Linked DNA regions of Anser cygnoides: region 2 is linked to region 1. Evidence: chromatin contacts called from public Hi-C data. All regions are on one chromosome and are shown on one strand. Each heading gives the region's core, a stretch centred on a gene start, on an enhancer-like site or on the middle of the called end of the contact. The rest is flanking DNA. Distances are from core to core; before and after follow the strand shown.

Region 1 (5,628 bases), core at 448-2,947:
TTGTACCAGTTTTATTTTTAGAACCAATAAACATCTGGTTTTGTGGCAGCTGTACTGTTCAGTGTTTTTACATCTCTGCATGACATTGTTCAAGGCTCTTTCATTGGTGTGTTGCTTACTTTATTTGGACCAAAAGATGTAAAATACACTGATACAAATCTAGTTTGGCTGACAAACTAATGCATTCCTCCACAACTTTTTTTAAACATCATTTTGTTTATTAAGAGTTTATTGTATATTACTGTGAGAAACACTCTGTAGTCAATAACATAGGCTCAGGCAAGGATCTCAGTGAAGTAGCAATTTTATTCGTGATTGCAATGGCGGGTGTCCCACAAGCAGGAGCGCACGCACCTACTAGTCACACAGTACAGTTTATATACTTTATTTGTGGATGACTGGGACCCTCCCCTCTTTCCCCATAGACTAGGTAATCCAGATTCACAACCAATCTGATGCTTCAGAGACAATACATGGCCTTCAGTTGCTGGCCTGTTAATTTTCAAATTTCTTTTGACTTTTTTACTGTTTGAAATGGTAATGTTTCTTCACTTATCTGACTTGACACCGTGATTTTCACCTAATTGCTCTAAGGAGTCTTGTTGTCTGCATTTTACAAGGTCGTCTGCTAAGTTTTCTTACCACTGCAAGCATATCTCCGTACCACATTCCTTACCTTTAAACAATGTAACTGTGCAAAAAGAACATTTTTATTCCCACATTACCAACATTTTACATAGATATATTGAGCATGTTCACTGTTACACTGAACTAGTCTATGTAATTTTCATATATTTATGAATTAAGATAGTATCATTCAGTGATTTAATAGGCAGACAGCATTTTAGTCACTGCCCTAGGCTGTTGCCTTAATTTAGGATGAACATATTTTGCCAATGTTGTAGAATATACAAATCTCTTAATAATTATACACATTCTACTCCTATGAAGATCGTTATTTCACATGTATAATACTAACCTTTCCTGGCAATAGACTATTTCCTGCCAGCCTCACAGACGGAAAAATATAGAGGTAAACCTTACTCATCTGAAAATCTACTTAAGTCGTCTGCGGTCGATGCGCGTACAAACTACGAGATCCCCTCAGCCCCTTTTCGTCACAGCGTTTCCGTCACCCCCCCCACCTCAGCGAGCTGGAAGCCATTTTGTGCGTGAGGGCGGGGGCTGCGCGCAGGTGACGTCTCCTTTCTGTTCAGCTCGGCCGCCATTTTTGGAGGGTGTATGGGGGGTGGTGTTTTTGCGCAACTCTGTTCGCTCCCCTGAGAAATACTGCAAAACAAAACCAAAAGCGTAATCTTTCGTTCGCCTCGCCCCAAAATGGCTGCAGTAACGATAAATCGTAAGAGTTGACGATCACGGCTCGGCAGATGAATAATGAGGGTATGACGACTGAAACCAGTGCCCTCGTCCCCCAGCGAGGGGAGATCTCAGCCTTGAGCTGTGACTGCTGCCATCTACGCGGAGGGGTGGCTGTAGTCACTAATAACCTTAAGAAGCGTGAGCAAAAAGCACTTTAATAAAGTCACGCTCTGAAACTCGAATGAGAAAGACAATACTACGCACGCAGAATTTCCTCCGCACCCCGGGGAGCTGGAAGCCATTTTGTGCGTAAGGGCGGAGGCTGCGCGCAGGTGACGTGTCCTTTCGCTTCAGCTCGGCCGCCATTTTGGGGTGGGCAGATTTTTGCGCAGCTGTTTGCTGCCCTGAGAATTACTGCAAAACAAAAGCGTAATTTTTCATTCGCTCGCTCCAAAATGGCTGGAATCACGATAAATCGTAAGGGTTGAGGAACACGATTCGGCAGATGAATAATTAGGGTATGGTGACTGAAACTAGCGTCTTCGTTCCTCAGTGAGGGGAGATCTCAGCCTTGAGCAGCGACTGCTGCTATCTACGCGGAGGGGTGGCTGTAGTCGCTGATAATCTTAAGAAACATGAGTGAAAAGCCCTTGAAAAAGTCATGCTCTGAAACTCGAATGCGAAAGAGAAAGAAAGGCGATACTACGCAGTCAGGATTTCCTTCGCCGCGCTACTCGAAACTACGCCCGGTATAGGGGAGCGCGTTGCTAAGCGGGCACCGCCCTTCCCCCCCTTCTCCTCCTCCTCCCAATGCTGAACCTGGTCCTGCTGCTGTAGATGAGGTATCCCGGGCGCGCTTGGGTGCGTTATACCTTCATCTCTTGCTTTCCCTGCGTACTTTTTCCTGCCTGCGCCTTAAAGGTAGGCGCCCCAACCCACTGTCCTCCGGCATCGGGCCCTCCCCCCGTGCCCAAGCCTGGGCTCTCTGGGGAGCGGACAGGGCCGGCCTTCGGGCGGGCGGCCGGGCTGAGCCGGATGTGGAGAGCTGGCAGCAAGTGGGGCATGAGCCCGTCCTTGCTCGTGAGGAGAAAGGAAATCCCGACACTGCCTTTTTGCCTTGCAGAGCGGAGACTCCTTTCTCTTTATTTTTGAAGTGTGATTTAAATTGACGTAGTTAGAAAATCTGCATAAACTCGCTAGGGTAAAGCCAATTTTATTTTTGTTGGTAGTTTGATTTTTGTGTGTGCGCGTTTTGTGTGTGTGTGTCATGGTTTTTTTTTTTTTTATTAGGATGACTGGGGTGCTAAATTGCTCCATTATTAAATGGAAATTTGCATCATCACTACTAGTTTAGACTGATGACTACTTAAGCCTAATACAGTAATAAGAAATGTGAAAGTTACTGTGGGATTTCCCTGTTTTCCCTGGATACCTCCTACCATCTCGTACTTGTTCTTTTGCAGGGAAACTTTAAAGTTATGGAGCATGCTCTGAATCATTTAACATGGAAAAATGTTAGATTATACGGATTCAAAAGGCAGCTAATACTGTGTTTTCACCACCTCTACATCATCAAACTAAGCAGAACGGAGAAAGCACTAAATGTAGCTATAGTACCTGCTGTAGTAAAGTAACCTCCTACTCTCCATCTCTTGTGTAGTGGCTTCCACATGAGTTCATCTTGTGGAAGAAACACAGAGCATTTCCCAAATAACCCTGCCCACAGATGTTTTATATCCTGTTTTTGTTGCTGTAGAGATTATTGTGAAATGTTAAAGAAACAAATGCTGTCTGAAGTGATAGGCTCACTGTAGACGAAGTGTAAAGTATGAAATGGTTCCCAAATTCTTTTGAAAAACCTTCCCTCTTAATCTGAGGCATAATAGATATAATTATATTATATTATAATATAATATATAATATATTATAATATAATTATATTATATTATTATAATTAATACAGGATGCTATGCTTTGCCTTGCTAATCACACTGGTATTTGTATGCTGTGCAATATTTGTGTTGCAGTCATGGGAGCAAAGGTTTAAGCATGGTTTTAAACATCAAAGGGTAAAATTGCTTGAGCAATGTATACATCTCCAGTTGTTAATGCCAGCAGGGAGTTAGTATATCCTTGCATGTCTTTGTGTATGAAGTTTTAGCACGTTGTTATTTGCTGCATCTTGGGGGAAATAAAAGAAATCTGGACCTGATTTTGGTTCAGTTCTGTATGAATTGTGGGCAATGTGAAAAAGTTCAGAAATAGGAGTGTAATTAAATTCATTAGCTTTGTAGAAGCAGATTAACATACTGGTGCTTTTCTGTCTTGTTTGTCTAGTGTGGAATGGTAATGCCTTGTGCTCTAAGGAGTAAATATGTTTGTTTATAGTCTCAGGTTTATCTTTAAACAAGGTTTAAAATATTTTTTTTACCAAGAGTCAAAAGTCAGTGCAAACTTTGACAAATAGACCCGTCACAGAGGTGTTTTCCAGTGCAGTACATGAGAAATTCATCCATAGGTGTCAATTCAACTTTAAAATTATCAGTTCTGTTCAAGAAAGCCTCAAAGTTAATGAAAAACAAAATCTGATGTTTAAGTGCACTTTGATACTAACCTCCTTGAGTTTTTCTCTCAGTCCTTTTTGGGGGACAGGAGGACTGATGAGTCACCCTAGAATCAGTGGTTTTCTCTATGGAGACTTTGCAAGTATTTCCCAGAAGAGCTCTTGAAAAATTGGGGCGAGAGTGAGCTAAAATAGCTAGACTTAGTGAAAACTGTCCCTTCATTCAGTTATTTTCCCTCACTGTGCCTGGGGGTTTCCTTCAAGTACAGAAAAGAAAGAGATTTGTTGTTGTTCCGTGTGTAGGCCTTTATTCTACCGCTAATGTTACTGTTAGTATTGGTGGTGGTGTTTGACTTCAGCTGTTTGGAATGATTCTGGATCTCTTTTAAAATAAGAGTGTGTAGTACTCTTGGTAATTTTTTTTAACCATCTTCCCACTTCATAAGCTTTGCATTGAAACACCAAAGACAAAAATGTTAAGTATTTTCTTGCAGTGATATTGGCAAATCACGTGCACAAGAACACACAATCTACTGAGGTGGCTTTATTTCTGATGAATATGAACTTTTGTTTTTCCTTTTGAGAAGCTAAGCTGATTTTTTTCCGCTCTCCTTCTTGTAAAGAATTTATATTCTTTGGCATTCAGCAACTCTTCTTGCACACTGCCCATGAGATCTAAATTGAAAGCCAGACTTCTGGGTATTACATTGTCATTGCATACCTCTTTTTCTTTATTTGTCTCTGTTGCAGCTGTCATAACTGTAACAGTGATGTTTGCAAAAGTATTCATATCAGATGGAAGGGTGGTGCATGAGGCCCTTCATCCCTTATGGTGAAGTTCATCTGCCTCAGCTGTATGCAGATGGGATGTATCAGGCTTATCTGAGTAGTGTGGTATTACTGCTATCAAAACACATTGTTTTTGGATGCAAAGTTACAAATTCTGTTTCAGATACTGAAACACATAGTTTTGCTCTTAAGTCATTGCCCCTTTAAAACCTTATGGGGGGAGTGAGTGCTATTAGCCAATGATTATGTATGCACAGTTGTTATTCCTTGTATTTGGTGCATCATTCCTAGTTCACTGGATCAATGGATTTATGCAGAAGAAAGAGGGATCCTAGCTCATTTTTACTTCTTTTTTTTTTTTTTCCCTTCACTTTACAAAACTAAGTAGCAGTAATTTGTGATGTTGATATCTGACCAACAGCAAATGAGCTGATACAATCAACTGTTTATGGACCATCACTGGAAAATACTGGTTGCAAACTATTGTGTGCTGGATCTGGATCAGTGATACAGCAACAATCAAATGACAGTTTTTCAGTGTTCTTATGGATAGGATTGTGAACAGGTAAGAGAGATTCAGCACTGGAAGTATTGATCAATGTTTTTTTTTCATAATGAGGATGTGATTTATATAATGGAAGCTCACAAAAATAAATTGTATTTTTTAAAGGCAGATTATTTTTAGATAATACAAATATTAATTTTTCATGTCTAAAATCCTAACTCTAGGAAATACCGCCCCTCCACACACACATGCACACCTCTTTTCTTTTTTTAATATTTTTAAAAGATTAGATAAAGATAATCAATTAGAGTTGTTTAAAAAAAATAGTTTATCTGAGATTTCTGGAATGGCCAAAAGAAGTGGCATTTCCATCTCCTGTTAGAGTGAGTCACACATATGACTTACTCAAGCTCTTTTGAAAGTCCTGGCTGTATGTACCTGGGATATGCTT
Region 2 (5,789 bases), core at 2,138-4,637, 140 kb before region 1:
GTAAGCATAATCATAGTTAATATTTTGTTTAGTGATTTTATTGATCTTGTCATCCTCCTTATGGTCTCTGTTCATGCGGAAAACAGTGCTGAACAATATTTTCAGATTCTGTGTGAGTAAAAGTATAGTCAGTGTCTAGGTGGGAGAATAGCTTTGTGGGCATCTGAGGCATTCTGGTGATTTGTGGCTTTTATATGTATTTTGCTCTTGGTTTGTGTATTCAGATCCAAACTGATGCCATCCTTTAGACAGAAATCCATGCAGGTCTTTTTTTCCAATTTGGTGGCAAAAAATCCCTTGTGTTCTGTAGTCTGAATGTCAGGCTGTATTTGTTAATTGGTTAGCTTATTTATAAAGAGCAGCTTGAACTACATGAGAGGAAAGACCTCTCATGCAATGGTTGCAGTATTACAGGTTGGATTCGTGAATGTTGGTAGAATTATAGCTGCAGATTTTCAGTGCTATCTAAATTATGGCTTTTCAAAAGATGAGTCTGAGTTTGTAAGTTCTTCACTGATAACACAATGACAGAACTGGTCACAAAAAGAAAATAATAGCTGTTTGTTCCAATTTATTTCTCTTAACAGTACACCTGTTCTTGTTAGATGCAGCTCTTACCTGCCTAAAATAGAAATACATCTGTGACCCAGATATGGCTTAGAAAATACCATAAAGGAAATACAGTATTTCCTGTCAGGTGATATTGGACATTGAAAATTCAGGACATAAAAAAATCAGATCTGTTCAATGAGGACAGAGATACAAGAGGTTTTATTAGGCAGCCTATTATGATAAATTTATTCATTAATTTCCCCTGAAACTGAAGGTTTGATTTTTTTTCTTCAGTAGTACTATTGCAATTCCTATGATTTATATGCAATTTCTTTGATTTAAAGGCAGTTTACTTACATCAGTGTAAAAAAAGGAGAGCTTTCAGGCCTCCTGAGTATAGTTGTACTCCACCTTAAAGCAATTATATCTTGTTGGTGTCTTGAGTGTCTTTCACAGCTTTCACTGTCTCTTTAAAGCAAATGGATCCATTTGAACAACTATAATCTCTTATTGCGGGTGATTGAGTACATTGTGTTGAAAGTGGACAATGCATTTACAGCACCATGTAAATTTGCTTACTGTTTAGATTAGGGAAATACACATGTACAAAGGAGATAACCTAACAGGCTTCAAAGAAGAGTTTGATGCGGAGAATCTGTGGAAATGTTGGAAAGAATGTTTGGACAAGCCTGACAACTACAGCCAGAAAGCAATGGCAGAAGAGTTGAACAAGAAAAATTACTGGAAAAAGAAAGGGATTGCCATTGCCCAAGTTTTCTTTTGGATTTAATGTGAAGTATTTTCATGAGGTAACCTCTTCAAAATGGTGCTTTTACGATCTTAGATCTCTATTTTTCTCTCCAAAACCAGGAAGCATAATCTCTACAGGCAGTAGTGAAAGAGAAAAAGAAAAAAATTCTTACTTGCTAGACTAACATAAAATATCATCCACTGAGGTATATGTACTCCCTTTCAGAAAGATCACTGTATGCAGCTGACCTCTTCATAAATGCTAACTCAGTATAAGAATATTCACCTCACAGAAACCTGGGTTTCTGATTCCCAGCGTGCTATCTTAACCCAGCAAAAAGCTAAATCATTAACTGTCAAAATGTGGAACTTGGAACCTTCCATAATCTAGTCCATAGTGAGGGAAATGACCACTCCTATAATTTAAATAGTCACAGTATCACACAGTATCACAGATTTCTAGGTTGGAAGAGAACTCAAGATCATCGAGTCCAACCTTCGACCTAACACTAAGTACTCCACTAAACCATATCGCTAAGCTCTACATCTAAACGTCTTTTAAAGACCTCCAGGGATGGTGACTCCACCACCTCCCTGGGCAGCCCGTTCCAATGCTTAATAACCCTTTCGGTAAAGAAGTACTTCCTAACATCCAACCTAAAACTCCCCTGGCACAACTTTAGCCCATTCCCCCTCGTCCTGTCACCAGGCACGCGGGAGAACAGACCAACCCCCACCTCTCTACAGCCTCCTTTAAGGTACCTATAGAGAGCGATAAGGTCGCCCCTGAGCCTCCTCTTCTCCAGGCTGAACAAGCCCAGCTCCCTCAGCCGCTCCTCGTAAGACTTGTTCTCCAGACCCCTCACCAGCTTGGTCGCCCTTCTCTGGACTCGCTCGAGCACGTCCATGTCCTTCCTGTAGCGAGGGGCCCAAAACTGAACACAGTACTCGAGGTGCGGCCTCACCAGAGCCGAGTACAGGGGCACAATCACTTCCCTAGTCTCTGCTATGTAATAAGTTAAACCCTGCTACTGGAATTTCTTACTGCTCAAGATAATCTTTTTCTGGGAAAATTTTTCAAGGCTTTGGTAGTTTTTTAAGTTTGTTATTGTTTGTTTGTTTGATTTTGTTATTTTTAATTCATGCCTTGAACCAAAAATTCTTTCAAATTGGTTTCAGGTTCAAACAAATACTATAATTTGTTTATGAAGAACAAATGCATGAAAAAGTAAATCCACGTGGTTCATAGCTCAATTTCTTTGTTGCATCTCTTGATTATTTCTGGACAAATTCATAGATGAAGAGATCAGAGAGAGATTCATATATTTCATTCAACAATGTTCTCATGGTAAATAAACATTGAATGTAGGGATCACAATTCACTTGATACAGAAGATCAATAAAAGGCATAAATTACAGTTACAGTTCACAACTCTTCAAAATAAAGCTCAGGCATTGTGCTGACTTTCCAAAATCTAGATCTAAATCTTAGAGAATAGATTTATTGTTTACTCTGGTCTCTGTGAGGTGAGACTGCCTGACATCAGCAAAATGTTACCTGATTGCAAATGTCACAATTTGGCACCAACAAGATCACATGACCATTATTTCTCAATGTAAAATTACTTAAAAAAAAAATAAAAAATGTTTCAGAGGCACTGTATTTCACAACACCTCTTGGGCTCCCGTGTTTGCTCTCTGAGTGTCGGGATCTGATTGCACACTGCACCAAAATGTCTCATTATAGAATCTCTAATTCTCTTTCATATCCACTTGTTCCTTCATGGGTTTGGGTTGCTTATAGGGGATTGATTTCTTTCATCACCATTCCTTTGGAAGTTATTTGTTCCTGCTTTTACCTGTGAATGAAAGTTCATTACTTCCATTTCCTTCTGCTTTTTGCATTTCCCCTATTTAAGATAGCTATTTACTGGCACAGGGCTGCATCAAAGTACAAACAGAAAGTGAATCAGGTTCTAAGCTTCTTGACAGCCTACAAGAGAGAATGGAAAAGGAGTTGTCATTGCTCCATCAAAATTATATACTGTGAACATCAGTTTTATTACTTCCCTGTGTGGATACATGCAAACAAAAAAGGTTAGGAGTAATCCCTTGGTTTCAAAAGGCAACGCTACACTACAATTCTGCTACTCTGTTTTAAAAGAAAAGTTCTGTAGATGTTCATATTAGGAGATAACTTGTCATCTGTCCAAAATGCCTTTGAACCAAGTTCAAAGTCTGCTCTGTTCTTCTCTTACTGAGGACGAGCAGGGAATAGTATCTGGGGTTGCAAATATATTACAACTAGAGACAGCATGTATGTGGTCACCCAACTTAAGAAGAAGAAAGATGTGCTTTTCTGTTATTTGAATGAATTACTGTGATCCTTGCAGAACTCATGTTAATAACTACTAGCTCATTTAGAGTCCACCTAGAGTAGTGAAATTTGTTATTGTCAGACTACTGGAGAATTTCCACTCGCTCTTAATATACTAATTCTTGCAAAATAAATCTCTTCGCCTTGTTCTTTTTCTTATGCACCTTTGTTCAGTGTGGTAAGAAAATCACTATGTTTCTGTGTCTTCTCTTTAGGCTATATATATATATATAGATAGATAGATAGATGGGTCTGTACTAGTCATTCATGTTGGAATTGAACTGCATCTAGAAATTCACACTAAGATGTTAACAGGTTAGTTAGTTACCATCTGAGAGTAAAAAAAAATACAACAAGAAAGATAACAGCCAAAAAGATGAACGGTACTAAGAAGTGCAACAGAAAAATTCTATAGGTATAAGAAAGCCAAGTTTAATGTTGGATAGTTACTTTTGAGTTACTGATGAAAACAAAACTTGGGAAAAATATAAGCTATAAACAAAGTGATCTTTCAAGGTCTGGATATGAGCTGAACATCTTCATGGGATCCATCACTGATATTAGGATAGCTAAGGCACAGACAATATATGCCAAAAGGATCCAACATTTTTTTTGCAGAGGGAGACGAAGTGCTGAAAATTTAACTTTGTAGTATATACGACACTGATGATAACAGCAGACCATTTTTATGCATTCTGGTGTAAATAGTGACAAACAAAACCGTATGCTAAATAGATAATTTTGGAGCTAAACTGAGACCATTCCTTCAAAACAAGCTGAATATTAGAACACTGTGAAAAACAGTGAAGTGGGAACACAAACTAACAAAGCCATTTCAAATGAGCTAGAAAGGAAAACATAAACATAAGATTTGAAAATCCATGAGGAAGAGCAATTAACTGTTCTTAAAACCTGATTGAAAAATTTCTGTATGCAACTAAAACCTGATCTAAGAGACTAAGATACTAACTCATTAATGGCAAAACACATAGTATTGCATTGTGTTATTTTATCCTATCTTCTAATATCTGAATTTAATAATTATTTGATTTACAGAATAATTGCTAAGGAAGACTTCAGCATTGTCCTACTTGTAGTTTTACTGTTGAATTAAATTAGGTCTTTTCTCTGTGCACATATATACAGAGAGATGAATGGCAATGCTTTTTTTTTTCCAGCCTGAAACTACCACTTGAAAGTGTGACTAGATATCTTTTTGTTTACTTTTTTTTAAAGATTGCCAGTTGTGAACTGAAGATTCCACTGTCATATACACACTTCTGCAAAACAAGCACAACAACTGTATCTAATGGCAAATATACAGCAGGATCAGTTGGAACAGAAGTCAATGCAAGCGAAGTAGAGGTTAGACTTATTACCATTTTTTCACACGATCATCTGTTCTGTTAAATAATGAATTCCCCTCTAAGGTTTTGTAACTTCATTTTTTATTTTTGAGCAGCTTTCAAAAAGCACCAACTCCTTTATATCAAAGTCTTTCTTGATAGCTTTTTTTTTATGCACAGTTTAAAGTAAGGTAAATTATAGAACACAGTTAAAAAGGGTTGCTTTTTTCTTCTTTACTGTATCGGTTCTACAATTTTTTTCTTTTTAGTTTGAAGTTAAAGAAATGTATGGATCTATCTTCACTTTATTCTGAGCATTTAAACAAAATTAAAATGAAAATTTAGCATAAGTTATATTTCAGGTACTTTTTAATAATCAAACTGAAATGCTCTTATCCACTTGAATGCTTTAGGACCAATTATACTTTCATTTATTTCAGAAGAAAATCATTCAAACCAGTGGCTTTCTATCTAGTAAATCAAAATAGGAAGGGAATTAGGCCCTTTGTCATATTTTTTTTATGGTTTCCATGATTGCCTAGTGTATGAACATTTCAGTTAGGCTAGAACAGATGCCAATGCAAGTATTTGCAAAAAGTGCTGCTTTGTAGCTGGCAGTTAGCAGAGGAAAGGTATTGCAACTAAACGAAGAGTGTAATGGCATTCAGAATGAATTTGATAACCCAAGTCAGCCTTTCTTTGAGTTGTTACCAAGTAAGGGTAAAACAGAACATGTTGAAAGAATATTTAACAAATTCACTAAG

The links. Hi-C and Micro-C count contacts between places; a contact is called where the count stands out from the background.
Region 2: a Hi-C map of liver shows a contact between it and region 1, with 7 times the contacts expected there. The contact joins the enhancer-like site here to the promoter of CFLAR in region 1. A contact is called at or near these places in 2 of 7 Hi-C or Micro-C datasets (both in liver).

What each region holds. Positions count from the first base shown.
Region 1 is chr6:1,778,110-1,783,737 of Taihu_goose_T2T_genome, reverse strand. It overlaps CFLAR (CASP8 and FADD like apoptosis regulator), which reads left to right and starts at 1,697. Exons shown (of 10, transcript XM_013187581.3): 1 at 1,697-1,838. It overlaps LOC125182160 (a long non-coding RNA gene), which reads right to left and starts at 1,719. Exons shown (of 2, transcript XR_007161303.2): 1 at 1,585-1,719; 2 at 289-1,290.
Region 2 is chr6:1,917,934-1,923,722 of Taihu_goose_T2T_genome, reverse strand. It overlaps the pseudogene LOC106039955. Among named protein-coding and RNA genes, the nearest start is that of BZW1, 17 kb to the right of the region's middle. Within about 2 kb of position 3,387, at least 1 of the 3 cell types and tissues checked has open chromatin away from gene starts, as enhancers often do. A contact at or near this core is called in liver, where this site is marked.